Linked DNA regions of Mus musculus: all the other regions are linked to region 2. A link is a contact called in public HiChIP or PLAC-seq data. All regions are on one chromosome and are shown on one strand. The core of a region is the stretch at or near the end of the contact, and the rest is flanking DNA. Distances in the headings are between cores, read along the strand shown. Region 1 holds the start of Dag1 (dystroglycan 1). Region 2 holds the start of Gnai2 (guanine nucleotide binding protein (G protein), alpha inhibiting 2). Region 3 holds the start of Gpx1 (glutathione peroxidase 1). Region 4 holds the start of Bsn (bassoon).

Region 1 (3,239 bases), core at 169-2,668, 630 kb before region 2:
TGATTAGTTTTTGAGACAAGGTATCACTCTATAGCCCAAACTGGCCTGGAGACTCATTATGCGACCTTGACTGGCCTTCAATTTACAGCAATCCTTAAGTCGCAGCTTTATGAGTGTAAAGATTACAGACGGCAGCAACCATGGCCAGCTCATTCTCAGCCTTTCTAAAATGGTACAGTCTTAAAGTCAGAATCTGAGAAGCCATTAACTCTTCAGTTTATTAACATCCAAGGGATGGCCTGCTCTTGCTCTCCTGGATTTTAGTTCCTCTTCCTTTTCTAGGCTCTATGAGTTAGTCACGTAAGAATTGAGAAATTGCAAACAGGTATTTGAGGTAGGGCATTTCTTCCTGAAAATTTTTTCTCCTAGACTCTTCTGAAGAGAACTGCCCGTCCTTTAGGCAGGAATCCCAGGCTGAGTAGCCGCCGGGTCTGTATTCAGAATGAGTTTACTGATAACAGCTTGTGTCTGAAACTCCAGCCTGGCCCTAGGCCAAAGAGGAATGGATTCCTTCTAGCAGTGTGGGGTCAGTTAGGAAGGGAGCAGAGCCTACCACAGTTCTGATTTCCACAGGTATTATGCACTGTCAGGTTTAGTAACTTGTTAAATCTCCAGTCTCTGGAGTTTGGGCCCTCTGGTGAGCCCAGGAGAGTTAAGAACTACTTTAGGACCCTCCATAAATGGGGGAGGCCAGATTCTAGCAGTAACCACCCATCTAAAGAATGTGGGCCACCGGGGGGTGAGTGACCTGTGCTAGCGGGTCAGAGCTATTTTGAGCTCCAGAGGAGGCATTGGATTTTAGCTTTCCAAGGAGGGGGAGGGGAAGCCTGTTGTATGGCCAGCACTAAAGAAATGGGTTACCTTCCTGCCCACCCACCCGGATCTGGCCTTAGTTTCTCCATCCATATTAAGGAGAGGGTAACAAGGCCTCTCTTCCTTTGCAATTGGGAGGGCGCTTCCTGAGTGTTTGAATGGTTTAGATACCGCTTGCGTTTTGCTCGAAGGAAATTAGGGGGCAGCTGTGTGGTGGCTTGTTGTGGCCGGACCGGTTCGCCGGCCTGTCCATACCTCGATTTATTCTTCGGGAGAAGTTGGGAAAGGTGCCCCTCCCCCACCCCAGCTAGCAAGCGCTCCCAGCTACCCGGACTGGCTAAGGCGTGTCCCGGGACCCACTTGGTCGACTTCGGGGGCGGGGCCTCTACGTCGGGGCGTGGCTTTTGGGGCGGGGGCGTGACAGGCCAATGGGCAGAGAGGTGCGGGACGGGGCGGGGCCTGTGCGCGGGTGCGGCGCGCTGCGGGGCTAGCGACGCAGGCAGAAGCGGGCCGCGCGCTGAAGGCTAGTCGGCGCCGCTCCGAGTCGGCCGTGGGATTGGCTGCGGCACTCGCGTGTCAGGCGGTTGCTAGGCTCCGGCCGCGCGCCCCGCCCTCGCGCTCGGCGCCCTCTCACCGCTCGGTACGTGATCGCGCGGAGGCTGCGGCGCGGCGCTCGCGCTCCTGGGGCTCGGGGGCGGCAGCGGCGGTAGCTTCGCGCGGAGTCCCCGGGGAGTGGCGGCGGTGTCCCTGGGCCCGGAGGAGCGAACACCTGCCGCGGCCTGCCCGTGGTGCTGGGTGAGTGCGCCTCCCGCCTCTGCCTCCCGGTGCCTGCCTGCTGGGGCCGGGATCCCCGCTGCAGCCGACCGAGCCTTCCGCGGAACACCTGCTGCTGCTCCCTTTCGGCCCGGGGCGGGGACACGGCCACGGACGTCCTTGCGGGTGAGGAGGCGGCGCCGCCGCCGTCCGTGCGGAGCCGCCCCTCGGCTCTCCGTCCGGTAGCTGAAGGCTGAGGCCGGAGCTGCGCGCCGCGGCGACGGGCCAGGCCTCGGCCCCGGCCCGCGCTCCCGGGAACGCGGGGCCTGTGCATCGGCCGCGGGCGTGTGCGGCCTGCGGGCTGCCTCCGGGTTGCCAGTGGGGGTCGCGGCCCAGTTAGGAGGCATCTCTACTGTGGGGCTCCTGCCAGAGGCTGGGAAGGGCGCCGCCCCCGCCTCTTGCTTTGAGCTGCTCCGAGTCTTGGGGTTCTTTCCTCCCCCTCGGTTGCGCTTCTGTGGGAGACTCCTTTACTACCTTTGCAGTGGGTATTTGGGAAATCAGGTTCACTTGCGAGTATATTTGGAAAATGTTCCCAGAGGGAACACCATGTTGACTCAGAGTCCTTTGCTATAACTCCCAAGTTCATTTATTGACAAACTCAACGGGCAATTAAAAACACACCTCTTAATCTCTACAATTTGAGAAGCTTTTGTTAAGTTGAATTACATCAAGATTAGTTTTCGTGGTGATGACGAAGTTTTGACTGGTCCGCCTAGTCTGGGACAGTACCTTTATAGCCTAGAGGTCTAACTTGAGAGTCCAGCCTGCTGTTTCCCTAAATAAGCGAGTAGAAGTAGTTCTTGGCGTGGAAGCCAGACTCGTGAAGTGAGGGTGGTGTTTATAGAACATAACTCCAGCTAGAGTTGGGTGTGCTTCCAGATGTTTTGGAATCTGATGGAGATGGGGTGTTGCAATCATATTAGTATATATTGTGCTTAATGAGCAAGAGACATACTTTCAGAATGTTCTAGTTTAGAAAAAGAATTCCACGGTAACGGGTTGTACAGATCGATGGTTTAAATATGGAGAATTGAAGTTCTTTTTGCCTTGAAGTCAAGGACATGGTCAGCGTGCTTAAAGGACATAGGGGCTATTGGAGAAATCAGATCTCACTAGGGAGTTAGTTGCAAGGCGTGTGGGATCCTGTGTGAAGGTAGGAGTAAGTAGCACTATGCAGGCAGCACCGGGTGGGAATGTGCAAGCATTGTTGATATGTACCTCTGTTGAAATTGTCACCGGACAAGTCCTCATCATTCTAAAAAACCTGATTTGACAAGATGCATTCATTTAGTAAATGTTTGACTTTACTCCCTGGGGACTTCTGGGTAGGACTTGGGGGCCCATGTAATACATCTTGCTTTGTCCTTAACTGATTTTGGGTTCAGTGAATGAGAATCAGAACCCATGACGAGAATATGCTTGCTTGCATGGTAGCCTGAAGAGAGCCTTCCTGAGCCGTGCGTGGCCTTCAGGGCCAGCAGGAATTAGCTGGGGGACATAAAGGCTTGTACACCCGGAACCACATGTACATGGTTTAAAATAGAGCCTGGGAGTCTTCCAGCTGGACAGGTGGGAGCTCTGGGCCTTCTTTGCACATAGGAGCTCCAACCTCT
Region 2 (3,109 bases), core at 89-2,588:
CCCCAGAAGAGGGTCTCAGATCTCATTATAGATGGTTGTGAGCCACCATGTGGTTGCTGGGATTTGAACTCGGGACCTGCGGAAGAGCAGTCAATGCTCTTAACCGCTGAGCCATCCCTCCCGCCCCCCATTTATTTATTATTACATGTAAGTACACTGTAGCTGTCTTCAGACACACCAGAAGAAGGTGTCAGATCTCATTAAGGATGGTTGTGAGCCACCATGTGGGTACTGGGATTTGAACTCAGGATCTCCAGAAGAGCAGTCGGCACTCTTAACCGCTGAGTCATCTCTCCAGCCCTGTGACCAACTCTTAATGGCAGTGTCCTTCTCTGGCTTTAGTCTGGGGCCACTCAGAACACCTTGCACACTTCAATCGTCCAATCAAAGTTGGTGGGTCATAGGCCCCTCTTAAAAAGCAGATCACAAAGATTGGAAATAGCTCCACTTCCACCTTTGCACAGCCACAGGATCACAGCCACTACCCAGAAGAGACATGGAACTGAAGAAGCCTCTAGAAGCTGACAGAGGATGGAAGGAACAGATTATAGGATCATGGCAACGTTTGTTTCCTTAAGTCCAATGACAACTCTCTCTTGTCTATCTCTCCTAGAGTCCAGTCTCATTGGTCTCTGGTTGAAGCCCCGGATTGCTGCCTGCAGGAGAAAGGTTCCCAACCTATCAGGCAAAAGGACGACGTTTAGATGACAGAAGATAGTCCACTCAAAGGTGTAAAGGCGGCAGTGAACTCTTTTTGTTTTTAATGTGGTGCAACCTACACAGAAGAGGAGGGGGCGCTGCTTTAAAGAAAATCGAGGTCCAGAAAGAGATCATGTGACCCTCCGCAGAGTTTAGTAGATCTCCAAATAAGTTTATAGGCTCAGTTTTAGCAAGTGAAGAAGACACACCTCCTCCATCTTACTCTCATAATTCACAAATGCTCAGAGTCCTGGTTTCTATTTGGCCTGTGGCGAGGGCAGGTAGTCCTGACCCTTGGGCTACTAGATCAACTAGTCCTACAGTCCAGAAACAGAGCCTCAGGCTCTCAGCATCCAATCGGAGACTAGCTCCTCCTGCAGCCCGCCCAGAGGCCTAAGCCTGTGTTAGCTCTACCCTTGGTGTCTTCCCTCGTTGCGGCCCCGCTCTCAGCTTGCGCCTAAGGCTGGACTGAGCCTAACTTCTCCCTTGGCTCCGCCCTCCAACCAATCACCATCCCTAAATTTCCTTCGGCCCCTCCTCCAGACCCGCCCCGGCCCAGTCGCGGGCTTGGTTCGCCCGGGCCCCACCCCTGGCCCGCCCCGCCGTCGGTGCGCGGCGGCCGGGAAGGCGCCTCCCGCAGTCGCTCGGAACTGCGGACCTGAGAGCTTCCCGCAGAGGGCCGGCGGTGGGAGCGGAGTGGGTCGGGCGGGGCCGAGCCGGGCCGTGGGCCGTGTGGGGGCCAGGCCGGGCCGGCGGACGGCAGGATGGGCTGCACCGTGAGCGCCGAGGACAAGGCGGCAGCCGAGCGCTCTAAAATGATCGACAAGAACCTGCGGGAGGACGGCGAGAAGGCGGCGCGGGAGGTGAAGTTGCTTCTGTTAGGTGAGGCAGCGCCCCGTTCTGGGACCCTTGACTCTCTACGCTAATCCCCAGACAAGGACCTGAAACTGCTCAGCCTGGCCTTGCACCCTACACCTGCGCTTGAAACCAGTAGGAGCCACCCTTTTAAGATCCGAAACTCTGGATTGGTCTAGATTTATAATCCTAGTCCAGACTTCATTCAGACCCTCAACTCATCCCAGATCCCACACACCAAACCTTGTATGACTATCTCCCCCCCCCCTTGTTATCCAGTCTCAAGAGAACTCAGACCCTGCCGTGTATTTCCGCACTTTCTCAGGCTTTTCTTAAACCCTCAGCACCCTGCCGGCTCCCACCTTCAAGCCCCACCTGTTCTATTTCTCTTGGCACGAGCATTCCTTGGGACCCTGGTCAAGCCTCGACCCACTCCCTCTTTTCCTTACTCTGGGATCTGTATTCTCCCTCTTTGCACTCTGACCCTTCAAGAACCTCTTTAAGAGGGAAACTGACTACTCTCAAGTTCTCTGTAGCAGGATTCCCCGCAGGGCCTCTGTTCCAGGTCACCAGATCTCTCTTTCTCTCTGTGTGTGTGTGTCTCTCTCTCTCTCTCTGTCTCTCTCCCTCCCTCTCTCTGCAGGTATCAACCCCCAAATCATCTGCCCCTCTTTTAAGGCTTTTCTCACACTCTGCCGTTCCCTTGCTTCTGCGCCCTCCTGCCCCAGGTGGGCCTTGTTGATAGGAGGAGGGGCACCAGGGGCTGGGGTGGGCCTAGGCTGAGCTGGGCAGACCCTTTGCAAGAGGTTGGTCTGACTCTGAGAGTCACACTGGGAAACAGGGGCCAGGCCTCTAGCATTTGCGGGAAGTTCCATTCCCTGGGATCCAAGGCTTGTCTGGGCCAGGGCCAGGGGAGTCTGGGCAATAGGAGGGAACATGGAGGAGTTAGGGTTGTTGTCACTTCCAAGGCCAAGGAAGATGGTGGCTGCTGGGATGGGGGGGAAGTGGAAGTAGTGAACCAACCGACATATTGCTGCCCCTGTGTGCCGGCCTGGAGAGATCTGCTGACGGCTGCTGGGCTTCTCACACTCGGGGCTGGAACGCCAGGGATATGGCCTAGGATACTGAGTAGACCTGTTGGTTCCCCAGAGGAATACTGTGATGTGGGGGTGGTGGGCAAGCTGAATGAGGGGCTGGTAAGGAGTCTGCTGCCTGTAGCCCCGTGTGCGCTCAAGCATCCCAGCTAGGCTTTGGCAGAGGCAGTGGGCCTGATGCTTGTGTCCAGACCCACACCGGTCGTCAGAGTGGCTCCCTGTGGAAGCCTGACTTGAGAAGACCAGTTCCTCTGGATTGTGGGGAGCAAGGCCCTAGCAGCAGCAGAAGCCGCGCAGCAGCGTAATCGGCTGGATAGTATGTGGGGGGGTGTGGCCCCTCAGCCCCAGGGCCGCCTTGGGGGCCTGCATGCTGTGAAAAGCCTGGCTTTTTTTATTTTTTATTTTTTGGCCAGGCCTGTGGCCGAGAAACATGTACGTCTTTATGGATCCATCTGTTGACT
Region 3 (3,402 bases), core at 879-3,378, 700 kb before region 2:
ATATGTTTCTGAGTTGGTTCAGGAGTAAGAGGCCCTTAAAGTCACCAATTAGGCACACATACCAGGATGGCAATAGCCTGTAGACCACTCTAGATTGCTTCATACTACCCACAAGTCTCTGGATTCATGTTCCTAAGAAAACAACTGAACCTAGTTACTGCAGAGTGTCTGGGAGGTTATGATAAGAAACAGCTCCAGGTGTGTCTTGAGATATTTAAAGGGTGGGGCCCAAGCAGTAGCTGTTGGCCTTTAAGATATGTATGTTTTAAGATATGTCCTATTCTAGGCCCAAATGTGTAAACTTGCAAGGTTTGACAATCATTTTTTCTGCCTCAAGTAGGCCCAGGCTGGTCTCAGGACACACACCCCCCACCCCTCCTGCCACACACTCTACACCTGCCTTCCACCTTTTCCGTCGGAATCTCACAACACCCAGCATAAATTAAGGCACTGAGTAGCAGTGTGGGTTCATGCAGCAAAGAGAAGCTGGTAACACTGTGCAAGGCTGTTGCAGCTGTGCAAAACAGACTTCTGTGGGCAAAGATCTAGATTTCTAGAGTCTTGTGTGAACAGGGGCACACAGTCACTTCCTCATCCACCAAAAACTCAGAAAGGAGAAGTTCACGTTTGGGGTTAGGGTGGCCTTAACCGTTAGGCAGTCTGCCCTTGTCTACTGGCTTCCTCCTTCTGGAGTATGGCCTCTGCTGTAACGGCGACTCAAGACTGACCTTAACCATGTCCTGGGACAGGGAGAAAGAAAAGCATAAGGGGCGGGGAAAGGGACGTTTAGGCTCTGGGATTGAGTTCCTTATCCCTGACTATGAGGCTATCCAAAAGGTGACAATGACACAGGACACACAAACAATTCTGATATTCAGCACTTTATTCTTAGTAGTGAAACCACCTTTCATTAGGTGGAAAGGCATCGGGAATGGATGGGACCAGCGCCCATCTGAGGGGATTTTCCTGGAAATCAGGTGTTTCTCCGTGCAAATTTAGAGGAAACACCATCATGGAAGAACCGCCCCCCAGAGTGCAGCCAGTAATCACCAAGCCAATGCCAGGGCCGCCTTAGGAGTTGCCAGACTGCTGGGACAGCAGGGTTTCTATGTCAGGTTCGATGTCGATGGTACGAAAGCGGCGGCTGTACCTGCGCACGGGAACACCGTCGGGGCCCACCAGGAACTTCTCAAAGTTCCAGGCAATGTCGTTGCGGCACACCGGAGACCAAATGATGTACTTGGGGTCGGTCATGAGCGCAGTGGGGTCGTCACTGGGTGTTGGCAAGGCATTCCGCAGGAAGGTAAAGAGCGGGTGAGCCTTCTCACCATTCACTTCGCACTTCTCAAACAATGTAAAATTGGGCTCGAACCCGCCACCAGGTCGGACGTACTTGAGGGAATTCAGAATCTCTTCATTCTTGCCATTCTCCTAGGGAAGACAAAGGCATTTATTTATGTGCTAGGATTTCGGAAAGAATGTGCTTTTTAACTGCAAAACAGAGGTTTCCCGATGAGTCACCAGGAAGTTGCCCTCCTTGTATAACCGAGGATAGGCCTGCATTCCAGCTGTAGTACCAGAGGAGAAAGTAAGCGGTGTCCCGCCCGTGGGAGCCTAGAGCCCAAGGCCACCCATCTCGCCCCATATACCTGGTGTCCGAACTGATTGCACGGGAAACCGAGCACCACCAGTCCACGAGGTCCCAGACGCTTCTGCAGATCGTTCATCTCGGTGTAGTCCCGGATCGTGGTGCCTCAGAGAGACGCGACATTCTCAATGAGCAGCACCTTGCCCCGCAGGGAGCCCAGGCTCACAGGCTCCCCGCCCGTCAGCGGGCGCGCGGAGAAGGCATACACGGTGGACTGTGCCGCCGCGGAGAGCCGAGCAGCACACATACTGGAGATGTTGGGACTCAAACGTGGAATCCGTACTAGCGCTCACAGGGCCCTGCACCTCCTTTTAACTGGATGGTGCTGAGATCACGTGGCATCGCTTTCTTTCCGGCTGGCAGCCAGCTCTAAGTCTCAGGGTCCCGCCTTATCCGGCCTCTACCCTCCCCCCATCGAGGAACAGGGAAGAGGGTGCGGCCGGGCTAAAGCGCCTGGAGGTGCCTAGGGCGGGTCTGGTCTAGCTCCTGTAGCACTAGTCTGGAAGGAAGCTGCTTGCTTAGGCGGGGATCTTCCAGCTCTGTCTTACTCAACCGTTTCTTAATTAGTCTAGAGTCCCGCCTAGGAAGATGGCCTCTGGCAATAACAACGGCTAAAGCAGCTCACGCACAGCTCCCTTATATTGTGTAACTTTACCCACACGTTTCTAGTCATAAGGTTATAGGGTTTTAAAAACATAAGTTTAATTACACTTATTGTTTAATTAAATCGAAGGAGCATGCATGTTGAGGTCAGAGTTGGTTCTCTCCTTCCACTCGGTGATAATTTGGGAATTGAACTCAAGAGGAGCTGCGTCGCATCAGGTGGCCAGTGTTTTGTTTCTGAGACAAGGTCTCTACAGAGCCCTGGCTCGCCTGGAACTCCAAGTGCATGTTTTCGTTTTGTTTTGTCTTGGGGGGTGTCTCCATCTCATCAGTGTTTCTGTATGCAGTCTTGGCTGTACTAAGGCTTGTTCAGTAGCCCAGGCAGGCCTAGAACTCAAGAGATTTACCTGTCTCTTTGCTTTCATCCCGAGTGCTGGTACTAAAGGCTTGTACCACCCATGCCTGACTTTTTTTTAGTAGCACTAACAGCGCTATCAAAGGCAATTTCTTTTGGTTGTTTTTGTAAGGGTGGACAGCAGTGCAGGACTCCCTGCTCCAGACTCTAACCTAGCTCCTCTCAGAACACGTGCTTCTAGTGGTCCTAGATTCCTGCCCCCAGTGCAGTTTGGTCTTAGTCCAGAAAACCCAGCCCCTCATGTCCCCTCTATGACATTCCACTCCACTTTTTTTTTTTTTTTTTTTTTTTGTCTTTTTTAGACAGGGTTTCTCTGTATATCCCTGGCTGTCCTGGAACTCACATTGTAGACCAGGCTGGCCTCGAACTCAGAAATCCACCTGCCTCTGCCTCCCGAGTGCTGGGATGAAAGGCCTGCGCCACCACACCCGGCTTCCACTCCACTTTTTAGATTTGAACGTGTCACAGGGAAACCACTTCCATGTTCTTGGGAGGAGACAAAAGGTTAGTCTAGAAGAGGGAGGGAGTAGGAGGAGCTGGTGCCATTCAAGAAGCCTCTCCAGGGGAGTCTTTCCGGCGAAAGCAACACACAAGAGAATACAGGAAATTTAGAAAACTGCCTTTATTCTATTAGTTGGAAAAATTAACTGGTACAGAAAAATGTTTAGTCAGCTGGAGAGAAGAGACCCCCCCACCCCCACCCACTGCCACCCATAAGAACTGGTGGCTCCTCTGG
Region 4 (3,572 bases), core at 13-2,512, 560 kb before region 2:
CCTTGGGTGCTTCCCGAGACTCTGGGTCTATGGGACTCAGCCTCAGTATGAATCCCAGACGATGCTCACTACTATTTGGTTTTCCCCACAGCAATATCCAGCCCCTGACGGTCTGGCCCCAACATCTCAATCACTTTACACCTCTGAACAGACTCCCATTCATCTGCATCCTGCAAGTCTCTCACAGAGCCTGTTCTATGCTTTACCTACCAGGACAGCCTCCTGCTATATCTCACAATAGCTTGCCCCAGAACATGCTATATAGATAAGCCTGAAGTCTCACAGAGATCTGCCTGCCTCTGCTCCCACGCGCTCGGAAGAAAGGTGTGTACCACGATGTATGGTCCTTATGGATAGAAAGTGCCAGATTTCAGGCCGTGGACAGCGCTATGCCACCTTGTGGCATTTTCCCCTGCCTTTTCTTTTTGTCTATTTCTCTTTTTCCTTTCCCTCTCTCCCTCTTTCTTCTCTCTCCCTTTTTAAAAATCATGTCATTTGTTTGTTTGTTTGTTTGTTTGTTTAAGGCAGCATTTCTCAGTGTAGTTTGGTTCTCCTGGAACTTTCTCTCAGAGCGGGATGGCCTCGAACTCAGAGATCCTCCTGCTTCTGCCTCTCAAATCCTGGGATTAAAGGCGTGTGCCATTAAGTCCGGCTGCAATAAAAGTTCTTAACTGCTAATTCATCTCTCTAGACTATACTTTAACGGAAGACATTTTTATTTGTGTATGTGTATAGCTGACGGAATGGGAGGATGTGGAGAGCAGAAGACAACGTGGAAGTCGGTTCTTTCCTTTCACCATGTGGGCTCCTAACTCACAGCATCAAACTTGGAGCAAGCATCTTTACCTATTGGTCCCTTTTGCTGGCCCGGTTTTTTTTCTTTTAAAATGGTTTGGTGTAGGCTGGCCTCGAACTCACTACGTAACTAAGGATGACCTTGATTTTCCTGCCTCAATCTCCTATTGACTGGCATTACAGACGTAGGCCACCACTCAAGGCTCTTAGTCGCTTCTAAGGTCTAGTGAACCTCCAAAGTGGTCCAGCAGATTGCAGCCAGCCACCCGAGGCCGCCGGCCTTCATTCAACACCCGCCGGCCGCGTTGGCTGCGGAGGGCGCATGCGCGGGTTCCGGAGGCCTTTTCCCGGCGACCCCGAGGCTGGTGCGTGGACACGAGTCTTCGCGGGCTGGCGTGAGCGCGCGCGGGGAGGGGGGGGGGCGTGTGCAGGGCAGGAGCGCGCGCGACGCGCATGCGCAGCAGCAGGCGGCTGTGCGAGCCGAGCTGGGAGATGGCGGCAGCTGCGGTGGAGCGGAGAGTGTGAGCGCCGCCCGGGAGCCGCCGGCCCGGGCGCAGTGCGACCCCGACCCCGCCCGCCCGCCTGCCCACCATGGGCAACGAGGCCAGCCTGGAGGGCGGCGCGGGCGAAGGGCCGCTGCCGCCCGGAGGCTCTGGTCTGGGTCCGGGCCCCGGAGCAGGGAAGCCGCCTTCAGCACTAGCTGGCGGCGGACAGCTCCCCGTGGCTGGCGCTGCGCGAGCGGCGGGACCCCCGACCCCTGGTCTCGGTCCGGTCCCCGGCCCTGGCCCCGGCCCCGGCCCGGGCAGGTAAGAGCGCGCGTCTGGGCTCCTGGGGGGCAGGGAGCTGTGGTCCGAATCTGGGGCCGGGGCCTGGAATCCCACGATCTAGTGGACAGCAGGTTCGGGTCTGCCTGCACTGCGAATCCTGCCAGATTGGCGTGAGCTGGGTGGTCAAGGTGGGCAACCCTAGGTTCTCCAGCCGCCCCGCCTTGACAGGACAGGATGGTGAGTACAGGGTTAGTCAGGGCCTGCAGACCGTGACTTCGTCACAATCCCCCAATTCTCTTCCCCATAGCGCAGGGGCCCAACAGCTCAGGAGGGGCTTATGTAACCTTAGTCTGGTCCCTCTGCACAGGGGAGCAATGGGATGGAAGACATCCTCCCTGTCTGCCAGCGTCTGCATATGTCCATTGTGTTGGGTCGAGAAAGAGCACAATGGGAGTGGCTGTCAGGGAAGATAAGTGTCACTGCTAGGAATAGGGAAAGATGGGAATAGTTGAGCCATGAACTTGGTCCTTTGCTTTCCTCAAGCATTTCGTGCCTGTCACTGTCTCTGAGGAAAGGAAAATTGCCCACCGGATACTATCAGGCCCTATAATACTCGCGGTCATGTGCTTTCGTCAAGGGTTTGTGAACACTTTCAGGTGAGGCAGAAAACGCTATTGAATTACCTCCCACCAGATATGAACTCATGGCTTAATGATTTAGCTCAACACCTCCGGCCAGTGGGAAAGCCAAAATCCACATAGACTGGTTTAAACCAAATAGATCTGGCCAAATATTTTTGAGCCCAGCTTGTTTCAGGGTTTGCCAAACCCAGATTCTGCAAAAACAAGTGGCATGGAAGGCGGAGGATGTGAATGTTGGCCTGTGTCAGCCGACTCAAGACTACCAAGAGATGACAGGGTAAAACGGAAGGCGTTATTTTTACACCAGTTGGGCCTGGGGAGTATCGTCCCCCTTGGGGGGAGGTGTTTCTATCTCCATTCAAAGCTGCCAATATCTATGTTGCTTTGCCTTTTCTGGTACACAGAAACTCCAAGGAAGAATAATGTTTGCTTTTTCAGACACCCAACTGTGCCTCCTGTGTTGATTTCTTCAGGAGTCTTTTCTTAGATAACTCACAGTGATGCAGAGATGTCAGTAGCCTGAAGCCATCTCAAACAGGCCAGCCCATGAATGTAGCTTTTAGAGGAGGAACTGGCCCGTTTTACATTTGCTTTGACAGTAATGCAGTTGAGTACCACGCAGCTCTTAGCCCTGGACACACTGCCCATCTCGCTGTGTGATGAGATGCTTGTTTTGGGTTTTAGCCTGAGAAACAGGCTCGCCAAGCTTCAGCTCTCTCCCTTCAAGGAAAAGCTACAGCTGAATGGAAAACCACCTTGTTGTTATATGGAGAATTTACCATCTCCCTTCCGGATAACCAGACTGGCTGCTCTACTAGTTGTTTATCCGACATTGCAGAGGCAAGCATATGGAATTTTGGAAAGACCTGGCGGATTAGAGGGACAGGACAGAGGCTGCTGCTGTATACTGCTCATACGGCTCAGTGTTCCATTTGTGCTCTACCTATAAGTCCTGCTTCAGGGAAAACCTAGCCACTGCCATCATGCAGAAACCATGGGCTATTGCTGGATTTTGCAGTCACAACACATTTTGCCAGCTGTGGGTAGGGCTCACACACTGGCCTGTGTGTGTGTTCCTGAGGTCCTTCAGTTTTGAGGCTCAGGGGCTGAGCTGATTTGTCAGTAACACTGAAGACTGAGGACCCTTGAGGTCCTCTTCTAGCTCCTAGTCAGTTTATCACTGCACCTCAGCTAAGCAGTCAGCCACTTCTGTCTGTCTGTCTCTGCCTCAGAGTCGGGATGGCTTCTAGGTCCTTTCACCAGTGCATCTCAGGTACCTGATACCAAATTTAGCATGTTCTGTTCTGAGATGCTGATGAACAGATTGGCCCATTGATGGAGAAAAAGCCCCATGGCATGAGCCCCAGGC

What was found. HiChIP or PLAC-seq counts read pairs in DNA pulled down with a chosen protein or histone mark.
Region 1: a contact with region 2 is called in an HNF4G HiChIP or PLAC-seq map of pancreatic cancer cells. The contact joins the promoter of Dag1 here to the promoter of Gnai2 in region 2. A contact is called at or near these places in 1 of 39 promoter capture datasets (fetal liver) and 3 of 115 datasets of contacts at active chromatin or transcription factors (large pre-B cells, memory CD8 T cells and pancreatic cancer cells).
Region 3: an HNF4G HiChIP or PLAC-seq map of pancreatic cancer cells shows a contact between it and region 2. The contact joins the promoter of Gpx1 here to the promoter of Gnai2 in region 2. A contact is called at or near these places in 2 of 39 promoter capture datasets (erythroid cells and liver), 3 of 115 datasets of contacts at active chromatin or transcription factors (bone marrow-derived macrophages, memory CD8 T cells and pancreatic cancer cells) and 1 of 9 other capture datasets (liver).
Region 4: a contact with region 2 is called in an H3K4me3 HiChIP or PLAC-seq map of bone marrow-derived macrophages, with 2.8 times the contacts expected there. The contact joins the promoter of Bsn here to the promoter of Gnai2 in region 2. A contact is called at or near these places in 2 of 115 datasets of contacts at active chromatin or transcription factors (bone marrow-derived macrophages and pancreatic cancer cells).

Annotation. Positions count from the first base shown.
Region 1 is chr9:108,261,994-108,265,232 of GRCm38.p6, reverse strand. Dag1 (dystroglycan 1) reads left to right here and starts at 1,418. Exons shown (of 4, transcript NM_001276482.1): 1 at 1,418-1,608.
Region 2 is chr9:107,633,572-107,636,680 of GRCm38.p6, reverse strand. Gnai2 (guanine nucleotide binding protein (G protein), alpha inhibiting 2) reads left to right here and starts at 1,338. Exons shown (of 9, transcript NM_008138.5): 1 at 1,338-1,581. The coding sequence starts at 1,464.
Region 3 is chr9:108,337,806-108,341,207 of GRCm38.p6, reverse strand. Gpx1 (glutathione peroxidase 1) reads right to left here and starts at 2,128. Exons shown (of 2, transcript NM_008160.6): 1 at 1,650-2,128; 2 at 866-1,431. The coding sequence starts at 1,895. The coding sequence ends at 1,072. It overlaps Rhoa (ras homolog family member A), which reads right to left. Exons shown (of 6, transcript NM_016802.5): 6 at 3,265-3,402.
Region 4 is chr9:108,188,073-108,191,644 of GRCm38.p6, reverse strand. It overlaps Bsn (bassoon), which reads left to right and starts at 1,262. Exons shown (of 12, transcript NM_007567.2): 1 at 1,262-1,601. The coding sequence starts at 1,387.